Linked DNA regions of Gossypium raimondii: region 1 is linked to region 2. The links are chromatin contacts, called in public Hi-C maps. All regions are on one chromosome and are shown on one strand. The core of a region is the stretch at or near the end of the contact, and the rest is flanking DNA. Distances in the headings are between cores, read along the strand shown. Region 1 has its middle 17 kb from the start of LOC105781939. Region 2 has its middle 16 kb from the start of LOC105784317.

Region 1 (3,660 bases), core at 646-3,145, 130 kb before region 2:
AATAATCCCTTTCGAAGCCCTTTACACATGGAGCGAGGATCTGAGGCCAAAACCCCCGTAAACCCGGCGAAGCAACGAAGAAACATGACGTTTCTTCTCCTTTTCCGGTGAGGCCATCGACGACGAGTGGATCAGCCGACGCAGATGAGTTTCTTTTCCTCTTCTTTTTTTTCCTTGTTTTCGTTTACAAAATAAAAAATAAAAAAATAGAAAGACTAAAATAAAAAAACAAAGAAATCACCTTTAAGTTTTTGTTTTCTTTTTTTTTCTAATATGTCTGTAAAGAGGAAGAAGCCGTTACAATCCATTTGAATGGCCTCTATATAGCCATTTTTACACAATTTTTATTTTATTATTGCTTCTACTGTCTTGTCCTTCTTTGCTTGCGTGTTCTCCTTTATTTCGCAGGTGGAGTAGGTGGTGCAAGTGGCGGTGGCAAAGGGAAGGTGGCTGCGGCGGCAGAGGGCCAAAGGTCAAAAGATGCGGCGCTAGGGTTTCAGAAAGTCTGAAACCCTAGTTTGATTAAACTTTCTGGGTCTGATTTGATTTTTGGGCCATACGAGTTTTTGGCCATTGTAAGGGTTATTTGGGTTAGTTTTAGGTGGGTTTGGCATTTGGGCTTGTAATGGACTGGACTTTAGCTTATTTTGGTTTTATTTATTTTTGGTTTAATTGGGCCTGGGCAAATTTGGGCTTCTACACTTGAGATTTACGTTTAATCATATAAACCCAGGTAAACCGACTACACATGTCAATAAACGAAACATAATACAGATTACCCCCACAGTCAACAAAAGCTGGTCCCCACAAATCAAAGACAACCAATTCAAATAATTCCATATATTCATTAGTAGAGTGTGAAAAGGGCAATTTACGTGATTTCCCTTTCTGGTAGGCAACACAAACATTATCAAGACATTTTTTATTGGAAACAATTCGACACTTGTCAAGAACAAGTTTAACAATCGTAAGAGAAGGGTGACTAAGCTTTTTATGCCACAGTGTAAAGACATCATCATCCAAATGACAATCTTGGATCCCAGTGTTGTTAATAGAGGGAATTGTATTAGAAAGGATAGATGAACCGACCGAAAATTGATAGTGACCATCACGAACTTGGCCTTGCAGTAAAATTTTCTGTGTCTAAATGTCCTTAATAACACAATAAGAGGGGTGAAATTCAAAAAAATACATTGTTATCAATAGCAAATTGAGAGACAGACATAAGATTTTTTTGGATGCTTGGCACGCACAAAACATTAGAAAGATGTAATAACTTCTTCTTTGTTGGTAGAACAGTATTCCCAATAGATGAAATTTTAGTGGGAGCCTCATTTCCCATTAAAAGAGAAGAAATACCGATATATGGAGTGGAGGCATTTAAACTAGATGCATTCTGATAGACATGATGAGTGGCCCCTGAATCTGGATACCATGATGAGGTTCCTATCGGCACAGGAACATATGAGTTAGTATTATCAAAGTTGGAATCATACTACTTGGCATTCGTAAAATTAGACGCATGAAAATCAGGGATTCAGGGTAGCTGAACACACTGTGAGGAGTCAAAATCAAATACACGTGCTCGTGGTTTAGTCCGTCACGAAACTTCAGGATCATTATTTTGCATATAGCCTTCAAGATCAACATAATTAGTATTAGCCCCAAGTGAACTCAGTCCAAATTTTTTTGCTAGCATTGGCCTGCCCACTATTCGGCCCACTAAACTGTCCACTAGCAGGCCCAAGAGACTAGCCTACATTCGGCCCAACATACTGCCCACTATTCTGTCCGCTAGTAGGCCCAAGAGACTGACCTGCATCCAGTCCAAGGTACTACCCACTATTATGCCCACTATTGTGCACCACAACAGATGGGCCAACACGGTGCTGGCCCAAATCACGCCCTAGCTCATGTCCCACATCACACTACATGTCATGTCCTATGGATGGTCTAGCATATGGACCATAAACATCAGGTGGGCCACTAGCAGACCCAAACCAAGCATTTTTGATCCACCGTAAGCCCAATTCCATGACCAGTTTCATTAGGGTAAGAATAGTAAAAAGGAGTAGCCCTAGCTTGCGGCAAATAATAACCACGATTTTGAAAGTGTGGCCAGCCTCTCCAAAAATTACCACCAAATCCAGAACCACCAAAAAAACTAGAACGGCCAGAGAACTCATCACCTTGTATCCCTTGTCCATCATGCGCAGAAGAAAATCGCGTCATGGTGGAAGCATTCGGGCCACCGTAGTTGCGATTGAAACGATAGAAGCAGCGCTGCGCCAAATGACTGAATCAGTTGCATATTTGACACTGTATTCGTGGCTGAAATCCATGCCCACGTGAACCTACCTAAGAATGCTCGCCACGTACATCGCATGAAACTGAGTCGACCACCGCAACAACCAAAGGTTTTTCAATTAGATGGGCATGCATTGGAACCTCACACGCTGCTCGCATCTGTCGACTTTCAAACTCCATGAGGATGTCGACTAATTACTGGAAGGGAAGAGGCTTCATCGAGAACGAGGCCAAGGTCAACACTGCGTCAAAATCCGACGAGAGGCTAGCAAAAGTAACTTCCACCTTTTCGACTTCTGAAACCGCCGATCCTGAAGTTGCAAGTAACGCACAAATAATTTCTATTTTTGCGATATATTCTTTTACAGTTAAATCACCCTTCTTTGTAGAGTGCATGTCATGTTTAATACGGGAGACTTTCACACCAATTGAAGTAGCGAAAAGATGATATGCTGTGATCCATATTTCGCATTCAGATTTAACAGATGTAAAGCATGATAAAAGATATGAACTAATTGTAGAGAGGAGCCAAGAGAATAACAACTTATCTTGTTGATTAAACAAAGAAACATCTGGAAAATGATGGACTCGTATGATCAGCAGAGGTAGAATCGGTTGATGGTGCCATAATGCGGAAGTGGAAGCATGTACCAGGACTAGGCAAGTGATACCATGTTAGATACTATGCAAAAAATGTATGAATCGAAAGATAAACTACAAAGTAATTCTTTAATCAATATTCCTTATCTATTGAATGAACACATTGATAAAGTTTATATACTCATATGGGAATAACTGCTCCTAACCAACTAATTAACAGGTTTGATAACAGACTAACAATCTTAACAATCTTTATGCTATTGTTTAACACTCTAGGAGGTAGGGAGGTCTTCATTAAATCGATACTTCAAGCCATACCTCTTTATGCGATGTTGAAATCTTTTTGTGGAGAGTTAGAGGCGGTAATTAGCAAGTTTTGGTGGCAAAATTCTTATGATAAAAGAGGGATTTATTGGTGCTCTTGATCGAAATTATGCGCGCTTAAAGATGATGGGTGTATGGTGCAAAGATCTTGCAAAGTTTAATTTTGTGTTATTGGCAAAACAAGTTTGGAGGCTTGTTAGTAATGCTGGTTCGTTGGTGAGTTGAGTATTGAACGCTAAGTATTATCCCAATACAAATTTTATCAGAGTTGAGTTAGGTTTACAACCTTCTCTTAATTGGCGCAGCATTTGGAGTGCTCGTGATCTTTTGGAAACCGGTCTTCGTTGGCAAGTTGGTACGGGCAGCAACATTTCTATCTGGAAGGACAGATGGATCCCGCATGATAAGCCCTACAGAGTGCAATCAACC
Region 2 (3,533 bases), core at 795-3,294:
ACTTTTAGTTTCGTAGTTGAAACTGTGGCCACACTTCCAAGCATCATTTTAGCCACAAATTCAGTTTGCAAACCAAGCACCCCTCGTTTCATCAAGCTATTATCTTTAAGTACCACTTAGTCAATAATGCTTGTTTATTCCTATCTCACCTTATTTTCATATTATTAACTAGAACTTTATCACCAAAATAATTTTATTAATCTCAAATATTCACTTATCTAATTTGAGGACTAAATGGCCAAAATATTTTTGAGGACTAAACTTGTTCATGACCAAGTTACTCACCCAAACCCAAAGTCCTACTTAAAATTTGGAAGGGTTTGGATAAAAATAGCAGGCTAAAAAAATGAGCTTAGACAAAAAAAAAATAGACTCATTTAAAATAAAGGTTGGGCTTGGGCTCAAACATTTAAGGCCTGAGCTTGTCCTGGTCTGGCTCATTTTCAATATTTATAATATATTATATTATGTTATTTTTATTTATTATGTAATTTATAACACATGAAATTTAAATCAATAATAATATATAATATTATAATGTAAATATTTAAAAAATGCAAAAGATGTCTATATATAAAATTTTAATAAATGAAAGCAATAAAATTATTGAATATTTAATTGAAAATAATATATATTTTAAAATTTTCAAAAATAAATTGGGTGAGCTTAAAATGAGCTCTAGTTAATCATTTACAAATATAGATGGACTTAGGCAAAATTTTAGGACCATATTTCAGATCAAATTGAGCTTGAACAAGTATAAAATATACTAATATCATGTTTAAATCTAACCAAACCTGACCCAATCTATTAACACCTCTATTGAATATTATCAATAAATTTTGTTATCGATTTAACTTAATAAAATTTGAATAAAAGCCAAATATATTTGTAATAAATAAAAAAACGTTCAATGAAATATTACAATCTGGCTATAGGTGTGGCATAGAAAATGCCAACATCAAATCTCACGTACAGTGATACATTGCAGCTTATGCACCAACAATGTCAATGCATTATTTGGAACAGGTGAAATTGCCAAAGGCTTCTTCATTAGAGATGGGATGAGATTAGGGAAAAATCTTCTTTAAAAAAATTGTGAAGATCTCACCCATCATAGCACCCATGGGAATCGGGATCCATAAAGATCCTAAGACTTGGAACACTAATATCATCAATCACTATAATTCAAAGAAAAATATCATTCACCTAAATTAGATGAAAGTTAGAATTGCTAAAATAAACACCCAAAATAGTTAATCATGTAGTACTTTATATCAGGCCCTAAAACATTTCCTTAAGATATATGTAAAAGGGAAAAAGAAATTATTCTTCATACCCAATAGAGCTAGTTGGATTATTAAAATATTTTTTCAGATGATAGAAAATAGGTTGTCAATGCTTAAATTCAAATTTAAATTTTATTAAAAGTTTACTTGTTAGGTCTAGTGATAAAGAGCTCAATTTTCCTTACTTGTGAAAGAAAAAAAAGTAACATTGTGATAACTAGTCTACTATTAAAAGTTTTATTCGACTTGATTTTAAATTTAACCGAAATCCGATAAAAAAGATTTTTAAACCGACAAAAAATTATATGAAGTAATAAACTAAATCTTAAGTTCAAAAGTATGACATAATATATGTGCCATTAGTATTATAGAAGAGAAAAAAAAACAAGGTTAGGTGGGAAGGAAGTACTAGTTTGAAAATTTGAGTGGTTGGTTTTTTATTTTGATGGGGTCTCTAGAGGTGTTGATTGGGGTATTGAAATTCCTTACCCTTATAAACAAAGAATAATTGGACCACCTCCTTGTTACACACTTTTCGGCCAATACCCAAAAGATGCCTTCTTTCTTCTCTCTCATGGGGTTTTTAGTTTTTATACAAAAGGGATTTGTTAAATATTGCCTTCTAAAAGTAACACTATTATTGCTAACTAATTGGGTTAAATTTGGGTTTTTTGTTTTTGTTCCTTGCAGCATATACATGGCCAGCTGGTTTTTGTACCAATGCCAAAGTTCATCGACAAGATTTGCCCTTTGTGACAGGAGGGACAATGTGCCATGTTGCTATTACAAAATGTTTTAAACAAATTTAATTATGTTTAAAATACATCAGTTTAGATATGTGACCATTTCCATTGATTTTTATTCCATTTGTTAAATCAAGATGTTTCACCCATTATAATCTCAAAAAATCTCCCTAAAACAAAATATTAAAAATATCAAAAACTGGGTCAACAAATAGGATAACTAAAAATTTTAAGCTCGCACCAAACATAAAATTATAAAATTCGGATAAAGTTAAAAATATTTTAATTAAATTATTATTTTTGGCAAAACCAAAATGTAGATTCTCGTTAAGAGTTAAAAGTGAAGAAAGAATTCATTTAACAAAGGAACCAAGCCCCACCTAATTTTCACCATCATTGTTTGAATTAAACTAGATCAATCGACTGAAATAATTTTTAAATTTTTATAAATCTTTAATAATTTATTTAATTGAATTGATCGAATTAATTATACCAATAAAATAATAACCTAACTAATTCATCTATTTAAAATATCCGCATTTGGGGTCATAAGAAAAGAATTTTGGATAAACATCCTAGAGTCACTCAAGAAAAGCCAGATATATTAATGCTTTTACAGGTCAAATTCATGATCAATGGTACCAAACGATTTGGACATTGTTATTTACAAGTTAAAATCTTCTATTAGTTTATGTATAATAGATGAATTGTAATTTTACTTCAATTAGTCACTCTTAACTTTTATATTTTTAAATTTTAAAATCTCAATCTTATGAAACTGTAGTAATTAAATTTATTTGGTTAAATATTTTTATTAGTTTTATATTATGCATAAGTCATGAATTTAATTCATATTTTCTAATTTAACCATTTTTTAGGCTTTATGCTTTTTTAAATTTTAAAATTTCAATCCTGATTCAAATGACAATTAGTAAAATTATTAATTAATTTTTTCGCACTAGGTAAGAATTTTCTTCCATTCTGATACCTTCATTTGCAAGAACATGAGCTACTCTATTTGCTTCTCCCGGTGCATGTCGGAAAATACACCGCCGATAGCCTGCGCATATGAATCTGGTACTCCTAATGTATGTACTTATCTCCAATCTATCCTCCTTTTTTGAAGTGTGTTTTTTATAACAAAGAGAGCATCACCTTCAATTTCCACCTCCAAGAAACCCAAATCTAAGCCCCACTGAGTTACCTAGACACATGCAATTGCCTTTGCCGCGAACACTGAGGGTACGTGATCATTCATTACTATCTTTGAACCCAACATCCCTCCATTTTCATCTCTGATAATATTGTATGAGCAAGATCTTTTTGTGTGTTTTTGAAAAGCCGCATAGAAATTTAACTTCACCAAATGATTTTTCGGTAGTCTCCAGTCTTCAGGCCCCACTCCTTGAACAAGTATCTTCCAATTGATGACTTCCAATTCTCGGATATAGGATAGGAAAAATTGTATAGTCTCATTTGAAATTTCAAAACAATAAATTTC

Evidence for each region. Hi-C and Micro-C count contacts between places; a contact is called where the count stands out from the background.
Region 1: a Hi-C map of leaf shows a contact between it and region 2, with 1.9 times the contacts expected there. The contact joins two enhancer-like sites. A contact is called at or near these places in 2 of 2 Hi-C or Micro-C datasets (both in leaf).

What each region holds. Positions count from the first base shown.
Region 1 is chr13:15,224,541-15,228,200 of ASM2569854v1, reverse strand. No RefSeq gene overlaps it. Among protein-coding and RNA genes, the nearest start is that of LOC105781939, 17 kb to the left of the region's middle. Within about 2 kb of position 1,895, the one cell type or tissue checked has open chromatin away from gene starts, as enhancers often do. A contact at or near this core is called in leaf, where this site is marked.
Region 2 is chr13:15,092,187-15,095,719 of ASM2569854v1, reverse strand. No RefSeq gene overlaps it. Among protein-coding and RNA genes, the nearest start is that of LOC105784317, 16 kb to the right of the region's middle. Within about 2 kb of position 2,044, the one cell type or tissue checked has open chromatin away from gene starts, as enhancers often do. A contact at or near this core is called in leaf, where this site is marked.